2 separate regions of the Sus scrofa genome follow, and region 1 is linked to region 2. A link is a contact called in public Hi-C data. All regions are on one chromosome and are shown on one strand. The core of a region is the stretch at or near the end of the contact, and the rest is flanking DNA. Distances in the headings are between cores, read along the strand shown. Region 1 holds the start of NEMF (nuclear export mediator factor NEMF). Region 2 holds the start of DNAAF2 (protein kintoun).

Evidence for each region. A called contact is a pair of places that touch in the nucleus more often than the background predicts.
Region 1: a contact with region 2 is called in a Hi-C map of skeletal muscle, with 5 times the contacts expected there. The contact joins the promoter of NEMF here to the promoter of DNAAF2 in region 2. A contact is called at or near these places in 1 of 5 promoter capture datasets (liver), 20 of 47 Hi-C or Micro-C datasets (brain, embryonic fibroblasts, epiblast stem cells and 11 more) and 2 of 2 datasets of contacts at active chromatin or transcription factors (alveolar macrophages and skeletal muscle).

The regions. Positions count from the first base shown.
Region 1 is chr1:179,669,443-179,674,740 of Sscrofa11.1, forward strand. It overlaps NEMF (nuclear export mediator factor NEMF), which reads right to left and starts at 1,783. Exons shown (of 33, transcript XM_001924630.5): 1 at 1,458-1,783; 2 at 529-597; 3 at 308-410. The coding sequence starts at 1,516.
Region 2 is chr1:179,489,449-179,495,194 of Sscrofa11.1, forward strand. It overlaps DNAAF2 (protein kintoun), which reads right to left and starts at 1,688. Exons shown (of 3, transcript XM_003121803.5): 1 at 1-1,688. The coding sequence starts at 1,558. It overlaps LOC110262104 (a long non-coding RNA gene), which reads left to right and starts at 510. Exons shown (of 2, transcript XR_002346676.1): 1 at 510-748; 2 at 1,010-3,311.

The DNA.
Region 1 (5,298 bases), core at 533-3,032, 180 kb after region 2:
CTAAAACAGAACTGTTTTGATAGTGAGAAGTGTAGTAGAGGTAAGGGACTCTTATGTCCAGTGTTAAAAAAGCTTTCATTAGAACAGCAACTGTGGGGACAGAAAGATGTGGAGCACAATGGGATGTAAAGAGTAAAAGGGACACATTAATAAACATATCCTTTATTCATCTAGTATCTATCAACTACTCTACCTTTATCTCTATTTTATTCATAACAGTGAATAAAAACTAAAGTTTAAAACTTCAATGGTCAGTGACCAATCTCAGGGCCTTAAGATTTTGCTTCTAGTATAACTTAAAATTTACCTTCATGGCAAAGCTAGATGGCATCATATTCTTAGGCCACTCAAATTCTGTCGTGTGAATTCGTATGCCAGATTCAAGTAAAAGTGTAGCTTTAAAGTCTGGTCTGTAGAAGGAAAAAGTCAAAATTTTCTTTAGGGCATTTGCCAGCGCTAACTCATGTTTAAAAAAAAAATCTCATATTTAATTACAAAACATCTAATAAGCCTACAAAATGCTCTTACTTTTGAAGACGAATAAGATATGTCTTATTATCCACATCGTAAACATTGTTTACTCTCATTCCTAGCAAGCTGCAAAAAGAAAGGAAACATATAACAAATCATAGTACCACTTGAAACATAAAACCTCACACAATTTAAATCTGTAGGCGGAAGTAGAGTCTTCGAAAAAGGAGATCTTCGACTCTAAAGACAGGGACTCAAACAGGGAGCACAATCTGAACGCCATCAGGCACTCAGCTCAAAACTTGAATTTAACTACTTTAGAACAAAAATGGCTTATCAGCTCTAGGAATACCATACAACGCATTGAGTCTTTAAAATGATCCAACATTTTCTAAGGAAATATAGTAAATCGATTCCACTTAATTTATTTTAAAAGAAAAAACGCAAACAAGACCCTGGGAAATATGACAAAGCTCAAATATGACAGGTGAATAATAGAGACCAGACTAGACGCCAAATCTCACGCGAATCTGCTACCTCCAGCTAAAACGGCGATACTGGTCTGTCTTTGGGATGAGGAAGAGAGTCTAACAAACTAAGGGTCGGGTCTGGAAACCTCTGGAGCAAATGACTACTCTGGCGTCCTGGCGTCCAACTGGCGTGTCGGTTTTCACTAAACGTAGCTGCCAGACCCAGGCGACTCAGGACAGTAAGACGTGAACCCGCCAGAAGCTGACTTAAGACCTGGCAAGACTAGCAGCACATGAGGCACTCAGCTGCTGGGGTCCCCCGGGTCCCCCCCGCCCGGGTATCCTGAGGGCCCGGGAAAGATGTCACGCGCTCGCCCACTCAGGCCTAACCAGGTCCATAAAGGGCTGCACTGGGGGGACCGAGGGGAAACACCAGGCCAGTCTTGTCTCCACCGTGGGGCTGCGACTCTGCCTCCTGCACTCCCCGCACGAGCCTGGTCACCTATCGTACAGTACCTGGCATTCAGCTCGGCTAGTACCGCGCAGAGGTCAATAGTGCTAAAGCGAGTCTTCATGGCGAGGTACGAGAGAAGATTCTGCAGCTTCCTCCACTGCCGGCCTGACTCGACGCCGCTACTCTTATGCGCAGGCGCACTTGGCGGATCTACGGCCGCGCAGAAGGGCCAATATTCCTTGAAGCGAACGTGTTTGCATCGCTTTAGTGAAGTGTTTGAGTGTCAGGCCGTCATCAATTTGTTTTTCGTTGCTGGTTTTCGCACCAAAACCACTCGAAATAGATCCAAACTGTTCTCTTGAAACTGCATTCTTTCCTGAAAAGCTTACGGACTAGTTTAGTGACTTTGCCCCCTTGTGTTTCGGGACTCAAACCAGCCTCCATAGTGACCCCTGCTGGTCGTAACAATTTATGAGAGGAGTACTGGAAGCATTTCCCCAGGCGGGTAGTGAGGCTCTGTGTATCAAAGCCAGGAGGACCCCTTTTCCTGCAGCTTACTGTTTTGAAATTTAACCGAAGTGGATTATTTCATTTGCCCTACAGGCGCCCTCAATGATCAAAGCAAACCAACTCTCAATAAGGAGTTCCTTTTTTGATGAGTCTTGCTCTCCAAAGACCATTTTGCCATTATTGTGGGATTCTCATCCAATCTAACTGTTGGGAATCCCCTTTTGGGACTCAGCAGGGGGTCTCAGCGTAGTACCTGGTATACAATAGGGGTTCCATAAATGATCGGCAATCAAAATATTCAAATATTTCGCTAGATAATGGTGAAATAAGATAAAAATAAAAATAAGACAAGGTTGCCCCGCCAAAGGGGTTTCAAGGGTCGTGCAAGAATGGTTTTTTGTTTTTGCACTGTAATAAATACTTGGGAAGAAAGCAATTTTAAGATAAGAACTCAAAAGAGACAGGGTCTCGCTATGTTGCCCAGGCTGGAGTACAGTGGCTATTCACAGGCGCGATCCCACTACTGATCAGCACGGGAGTTTTGACCTGCTCCGTTTCCGACCTGGGCCGGTTCACCCCTCCTTAGGCAACCTGGTGGTCCCCCACTCCCGGGAGGTCACCATATTGATGCCGAACTTAGTGCGGACACCCGATCGGCATAGCGCACTGCAGCCCAGAACTCCTGGGCTCAAGCGATCCTCCAGCCTCAGCCTCCCGAGTAGCTGGGATTACAGGCGCGCGCCACCGCGCCCGGCAAGAAATCTGGACCTAGGAGGATTCTAGAGCCTACAGACTGAGTGTCGTGAGCAGCAAAATTCTCACCAGTAGACGGCGACTCTTAAGTTAAAAGGGCGCGTTCAGCATTTCAAAAGAAACCAGGAATTGCAGACTCCAAGAGGCTGCTGTAACACATATAGCGCAGCACTACTGCATCAAATGGCACAGTAAATCATGCAGAATAGCTCAAGATATGAAATAAGCTATTTGGAGGGTTTAGGATAGACTGTAGCCAAAACCGTAAAAGCGACAGGTCTAACTGTACATAAACAATACTAAAGTTCTTATATTGACAGTAAAGGCATTCCCCAAAGAATGCCTAAATATTTTGCATAAAATGCAATACATGTGTAAACTCCACATTGAAAGGGACAAAACTTAGATGCAGAAGTTCCAGGGGGCCAGGGATGGAACCCACACCACAGTGACAAATGCCAGATCCTTAACCCACTGCACCATCAGGGAACTCTCTCAGATACTTCTCTATATACAAAAACTGAAAGACTTCATAGCAAAACTCCCAGGATAGGAGCAGGATACTAATTTAAGTTATATATGGGTCAGCCCCTGGACTAACTCATACATTGCTTCTGGTTTGTCTGTCAAGGAAAATGGGCATCAGAAGGAAAAATGCAAGAATATACATAAGAACGAAAAGTAGATGAAGATAAGTATAAAAATTACAAAGCAACTGCATAATTTACTACTGAATTCCATCATTTCTGGATTTTGAAATAGTTTCTCTCTACTTTGAAAAATTTCTGAACCAGGAACACTTAAGGACTTGAAAAAATAGAGGCAACAGGAGATGGGCAAATCATCTTCCATTTTCAAAGAGGAGATAAAAGTGAATTATCTGAAACCAACAGAATTTGTCATAACTGATAATTTAAAGGTAATTTTTTTCTTTTTAAAACAGTTTTACTGGAATTTAGCTGATTTACAAATGTGTGTTAATTTCAGGCATACTGCAAAGCAAATCAATTTTACATATTATACATATAGCCATTCCTTTCCAGATTCTTTTCCCATATAGGTTACACAGTATTGAGTAAATTTCCCTGTGCTATAAGTAGTTCCTGGTTACCTATCTATTATATATATATTTTTTTGTCTTTTGTCTTTTTTCTTTTTGTTGTTGTTGTTGTTGTTGTTGTTGCTATTTCTTCGGCCGCTCCCGCGGCATATGGAGGTTCCCAGGCTAGGGGTTGAATCGGATCTGTAGCCACCAGCCTACACCAGAGCCACAGCAACGCGGGATCCGAGCCGCGTCTGCAACCTACACCACAGCTCACGGCAACGCCGGATCGTTAACCCGCTGAGCAAGGGCAGGGACCGAACCCGCAACCTCATGGTTCCTAGTCGGATTTGTTAACCACTGTGCCACGACGGGAACTCCCTATCTATTATATTTTATATATAGTAGTGTGTATATGTCAATCTCAACCCCCTAATTTATCCCTCCCCCCACCACATTTCTTCTTTGGTAACCATAAGTTTGTTGTATCATTTTTATTAGATTACACACATTAGTGATTATCATATGAAGAGAAGTAAGTCAGACCAAGAAAGACAAATTTCACGTGAGGATGTGAGCAGCGTAACAGAAGAGTCTGACTCACAGGGACTGATGGTGTTGGCTATTTGATCAGGAGGGTCTTAGAAATGAAATGTATGGGAAACGTACTAAATTCTTACTTGGTCCCTATAAGCAAAAGAGTTGTAGCTCAAGTGAACAAAAATCATAAAAACTCATTTATAGTCTTTCAGTCAACTCCCCAAATTAAGCCAGTTTACAGACCCACAACCTCTTGTATGAAATGGAGTCTAGATCCCCTTGAGGAAGGACATTGCCAAAAATGTATACTGTTAATCCTTCTTCCAGATTTCCCCAAAGAGACCTATGGCCTTTTATGAGGGTAACTGTGCACTGGGGAAAAAGAAACGATGAGACATTGGGTCGGGGGGGGGCAGGGGAATCACCAGACCCTGGCTCTGAACTGACACTAATTCCATGAGACTCAAAACATCACTGTGGCCCAGTCAGAGAAGGCCTTTATGGAAGTCAGGTGATCAATGGGGTTTTAGCTCAGGTCTGTCTCACAGTGGGCCCGGTAGGTCATTTCACCAGTGCTGGAAGGCACAATACGTATACTCCACAACTAGCAGAAGCGACACACAGGTTTCCTGACTTATGGAATGAGAGCAGCTGTCAGGGAAAGGCCAGGTGGAAGGCACTAAATCTGTCTCTACCTAGGGAACTAGTCACCCAAGAGCAATACGAATTCCTGGAGAAACTGCAGAGGTGAGTGCTACCATTAAGGAGCTGATTCCCATCACACCCCCATTCAACTCACGGATCTGGCCTGTGCAGAAGACAGATGGATCTTAGAGGATGACAGCGCATTGCTTTAAGTTTAACCTGGTGGTGACTCCAGAAGAAGTCACTACTCCAGTAGTGGTTTTACTGCTCAGCCAATTAACATATCTCCTGGTACCTGGGATGCAGCCGTTGATCTGGCAATGTCTTTTTCTCTGTTAGAAAGACCACCAGGAGCAGTTTACTTTCAGCTGGTAAGGCCAGCGAAACACCTTCACTGTCCTGCAATAAGGAGT
Region 2 (5,746 bases), core at 438-2,937:
CCTGATTACATTGCAGAGGCGGACACAAGGGTTCCCCGCGGTCTGTCCCGGGACCAACCATGGATCGATCAACAGGCTCCCTGCCTGTGCCTCCTCCGGCCACGTGCTCTTTGACGCCAAGAGCTGGGCGCGCTCTCCCTCTCCCTGTAGGAGACCTCCCGTCAAGGTCCCCGGATGATTTCCAAGGAGCGCCTCCACCACCGTCCTCAGGTGAGTTCCCTGCTCTGGGAAGCGGCTCCTCCCCAATGCGAGCTGTTGATATTGCTTGCCCGCCGAAATCAAGCTCCTCTGGTTCTGAGACAAGCTTCCCCCCAACGGCCTCCGGGGCAGGGATATCGGCGCCCGCAGCTCCAGCTCGGCCGGGATCCGAGCCTCCGTCCCCTGCACGAATCCCCGCTGGGCCCGCCTCCCCTTGGCGAGCGGAAGCGCAGGCCGCGCCATCAGTTCCGGGCCGGTCGGCGGCCTCTTCCGGGGTCGCGGCGAGCTCCGGGAGCGAGACTGTCACCGCTACCGGAAGCGTGACTACCAGCTGCCGCCGGGCCTTGTTGAACTGCGCCTTGCCGCGGCTGTCGTCCACCCGGTATGGAAGCGAGAGCCGCAGCTGGTAGTCGGGTTTCCGTGAGTCGAGGCACAGCAGCTTTCCAGTCACTTCCAGCGCTGCCTGCTCAGCCGACCGCAACAGCGGCAGCTCAATGGTGACGACCAGCTCGTGGGGCACAGTGCTGGGGGCTGAGTCCCGAGAGCAGCGGTAATCCTGGAGGTCCACGTGGTGGCGCTGCACCACGCTGTAGCGAGGCTCTGTGGGGGCGGGCTGCTGGACCGCCTCGGGAGGGGAGGGCGCCTGGGGCCGGGGGATCGCGGCACTCCCAGCGGCCACAGGGCCCGGGTAAGGGTAGGGGAAATCAGGGAGCGGGCTCTCCGGTTCCCCCTCGGGCCGGGCCGGGACGCCCCCGGGTAGGGGCGTGCGCAGCACGGCAGCCTCCGGGGTCCCCTTGTACTTGATTTTCAGGGTCTTGGCATTCCTGCGGTCCAGCTTCACGCCGAACTGCTTCTCCACGGCCTCCAAAGCCGTGGCGTCCAGCATCTGGCGGAAGCGCTCGTGGCGCCGGGCCAGCGCGAGTGCGTCTGGGTGGAAGACCACGTCGTAGACTGTGTAGCGGATGCCGCGCCCCCCCGCGTACTCGCGGCCGGGCGCCAGACTGTAGGGCAGGGACCACTGGCTGCCGGACGCCGCGCTCCCAGAGCTGGGCCGGCTGCTGGGCGCGCCCACCAGGGCATTGCTGCATACATTCACGAAACAGCGCCGGGCCCCATCCAGGCTGGTGCGCAGCACGTGGCCCGGCTCCGGGTGCACAAACCGCACCTCCACGCCGCGCTCACGCTCCAGCGCGGTAATCTCCTCCTCGTAGCGCCGCCGGTTCTCGGGGTCCGTGAGCTCCTCCGCATACTCAGAGAACATTCGCCGAAACTTGGGGTCCTGGAAAGCGGAGGTGAGCCGCTGGACTTCCTCTCCGCTCAGGTCCAAGTCCTCCAACGGCGAAGAGGCTGCCTTGGCCATGCTGCCCCTCCGCTCCTTCCCAGTGGTCAGGGGAGATCGATCCGAGACGGAGTGGGTGGGACGATCAGTGTTGTCGCTCTTCTGCGGAGAGAGAGGCCGCGGAGGCCAGTAAACCGCTAGACTGTTGAGCCTTGGGCAGCGCGTGCTCGTTGCTATAGCGACACCACCAATGCTGTGGGGGAGGGGCAGGAATAGAGTGATGGAAATGCCAGAAATAGCCTTAGTTTCTCCAAACAAACATTCCGCATTTTTTTAGATTCCTGTGCCATAGTGCAGTTACTGCTGCAGAATAACCATCCTAATAATTGTTATAATTTCCAGCATTATGTACGTTATCCACTGTTCACTGGATCCGCATTTCACAGATGGGACCTGAGAAGTTACCTGACCATAATCATAGAGTTGGTGCATTCACAAGCTGTGATTCTAACCTAAGTTTATCTGCTTTTCACTTCGCTAAACCAATATTTCAGTCTTCTAGCTATTTTACCAGTTTGTCCTGTTTACAACTCACTTAGGGCAAGAGATATGGGCAGGCTATTCATAAATAATCGATGCTCAGTAAAGATATGCCCTTACTGATAATAAAAATGCAAATATAATACCACATGTTACTGAAAATGGCAATGGCTTTTTTTTTTTTTTTTTAGCAATCACTATATTTCCTTGGGGTAGTAGGAGAATTGTATTAGTAAAACCTTTCTAGAGAGTAGTTTAGTAGCTATATGGAAAGCCTTTAGTATGTGCATACTCTTAACATATTTATTTTTTTTTCCATTTATACAAATGGGATCATTCCCTACATACACTTTTGCCCTTTGTTTTTTTGCACTTATAATAGTATATCCTGGAGATATTTCTTTGTAGTTATTGATTTCCTCCACTTGACTATCTTTGTCATGAGAAAGTTCAGACTTAAAGAGAAGAAGACCTGCAAGGCTTCTCTGAAAGAATGCAGATTTGTTTGTAGCTTATGGATTTAAAAGGCAAGCTGTTTATTGAGACTGCGTGCTTTGGTTCATGGCTTCTCAAGGTGGTGTGATTGTCCTGTTAAAAACAAAAGGGGAGTTTGCTTGATGATAAACTCAGGCTGTGTGTGGGCTAACTAGAAAATGGAGTATGCAATCAGCGGATTAACCTGCCATGTAGCAGAAGGCGGCTGTCTCCAGGTGGGCCATCCTCAGCCTGCCCTGCACCCTGAATCTTGATTGAGGCTGGAACTCTGCTATTGACTTGTGTCATTGTTGAAGCCTGTGAACCTCCCAGGACCCCTGTTTTTATGTCTATTAGATGAACGTGGCAATACCTGTCCTCTCAGTGGGTTTGCTGTGTGGACTGCCAGGTTTGCAGACCCAAATACCTTTAAGGCTTATGTAGGCAAGTACCTAAGTCAAGTGAGGCTGCTGTAAGTAATAGGAAGTAGGGGGGACTATAACTAAGAGGAAGTCAATCACACACATGCACACCCTCCCAGATTTAAACCTTTATAAACAAATAACATCCTGGCCAAACAAAGCATATCTGTGGGCTACTTGCAGCTCTCCATTAAGAGTATGCATCCTATAAATTTGAGTTATGATTTCTGAGGAAATGCCACTGCTGTGACTGTCTCACTCCTTTTGTGCTGTCCCACTTCAGCAGTCCCTTCCTACAAGAGTCAGGAGAAGTTAGGTTGGGTTGTAAGAATGATTCTATTATTTATTTATTTGGGGGGGGGACAAGAAATAGGTTTATTAAGATAGGATGCTTGTGACAGATGCAAGAAGGCAGGCAAAGAAACTCTGCTGCGAGAATGACTAAATTATCAGTGGCTTTAAACAGCAAGAGTTTATTTCTTGCTCCCGCTGAATGTCCCTTGTCCCTTGACCTCCACATCATCACACCTGCAGACAAATGGGGCTCACAATCCAGGGCCTCATACCCTCCCAAATGCTGACATTGCTGGGGCCCAGGAAAAAGAGAAAATTGTGCACAGGCTCTTTAAAACCTGCTGACATTTCACTGGCCAAAGCAAGTCACGTGGTTTGGGTACCTTCCAGTGCAGACCTATGCTGTCTGGAAAGAGGACTGGCAATACCTGTGCACAACCAACTGTGTGCATTCTTTCCTTCCATTTCTGTGGTTCAGTGGATATGATAGCACATCTGGCTAAGCTGTTTCTCTCCTGACCTTCACTGAGCCTCCAGGCTGTTTCACCTTTGTTGCCATGGCACTCAACACCTGAGCTCATGATGGCCAGAGCAGTGGTGGACCTGTCCCTTTTCCAGCTTGTGCTGGAACCAGGGTCCATAGTTTGGGGTCCCTTGTCTGTCAGTTTTTTTAAAAGACTTTTTTTTGTTTGGCTTTAGAGCAGTTTTGGGTTTGCAGTACAACTGAGAGGAAAGGTACAGAGCTTTCCCATATCCCCCCTGCCTCCACACATGCACAGACTCCCCTGTTAGCAACATCCCATTCTAGAGAAGTACATTTGTTACCAAGGATAAACCCATATTGATACATGCTATCATCCAAAGTCCACAGTAAACCTTAGGATCCACTCTTGGTATTATACAGTCTGTGGGTGTGGACAAATGTGGAATAACATCTGTCCATCACTGTAGTATCATAGAGTATTTTCACTGCACTAAAAATCCTTTGTGTTCCTTCAATTCATCGCCCCCACCACTCCCACCAGCAAACTCTGATCTTTCTATTATCTCCATAGTTTTGCCTTTTCCGGAAAGTCATATAGTTGGAATCATATAGTATGTACCTTCACATATTGGCTTCTTTCATTTGGTAATAGGCATTTGAGGTTCCTCCACATCTTGATAGTTTATTTCACTTTAGCACTGAATAATATTCCCTTGTCTGGATGTACCAAGTATATCTATCCATTCATCAATTGAGGAACATCTTGGTTACTTCCAATTTTTGGCAGTTGTAAGTAGAACTGTTATAAAACATCCATGTGCAGGTGTTTTGTTTTGTTTTGTTTTTGCTTTTTAGGGCTGCACTCATGGCATATAGAGGTACCCAGGCTAGGGGTCCAATCGGAGCTACAGCTGCCAGCCTATACCACAGCACAGCAACATCAGATCTGAGCCACGTCTGCAACCTACACCACAGCTCATGGCAACACCAGGTCCTTAACCCACTGAGTGAGGCCATGGATCGAACCTGCAACCTCATGGTTCCTAGGCAGATTCGTTTCCACTGTGCCACGACAGGAACTCCCATGTACAGGTTTTTGTGTGGAATAAGTTTTCAACTCTTTTGGGTAAATACCAAGGAATGTGATTGCTGGACTGTACGGTAAGGGTCTGTTTAGTTTTGTAAGACACTACCAAACTGTCTCAAAATGGCCATACCATTTTGCATCCCCAGCGGCAGTGAATGAGAATTCCTGTTGCTCTGCATCCTCATCACCATGTAGTGTTGTCAGTATTCTAGGTTTTTCTCCAACAGGTGTGAAGTGGTATCTCATTACTCTTTTTATTTTTTACTGAAATATTATATATATATATATATATATATATATTCCCTGTGCCTGTTTTTTCACGTGTAAATTAAATGTAATGGTGTACCTAATGGGTATTGAATTGTACTGTGAATACTAAGCACTTAGGACAGTGCCCAATACAGTAAACTTGTTCCCTGCATGCATTAAGAAATTAGAGCAGTGGTTCATAATCACTATTCCCCTCCCCACCGCCTCTTTTTTTGGCTGCAGCTAGCAGTGGCTTGATGTGGAATCTCAGTTCCCAGACAGAGATTAAACCTGGGCCACAGTCATTTTAATTTTTTTATAAGTATCTGTTCCCCTAGAAGCTAATTTTCCTGAAAGAAATGGCTTCCATTCTAGGATCTCTGTAATGTTAAGATTACTCCTTCATTTGAAACTCTTCTTATAAGGTGCTGCTTCAAAGTAAACATTATGCCTTCTAAATGTAACAACTTTGGAGACTATGTGTTTTTAAATTTTCAGTGCCAAAAGGTAATTAATTAATATCTAGTAATATTCTGAAACAAAGTATTTTACCGTCATTGGAATAAATTCTGTGACTTAAAATTTGAAATTATTGAATATTCTATTAGGGCTCTTACAGCTAATATTAGTGTACAGAAGTAATGAAACTTAAATTTTTAAACACAAGTGTGTACTTACACATTTTTCATATTTTTCTTAAAAGATTATGCAGAAAATAT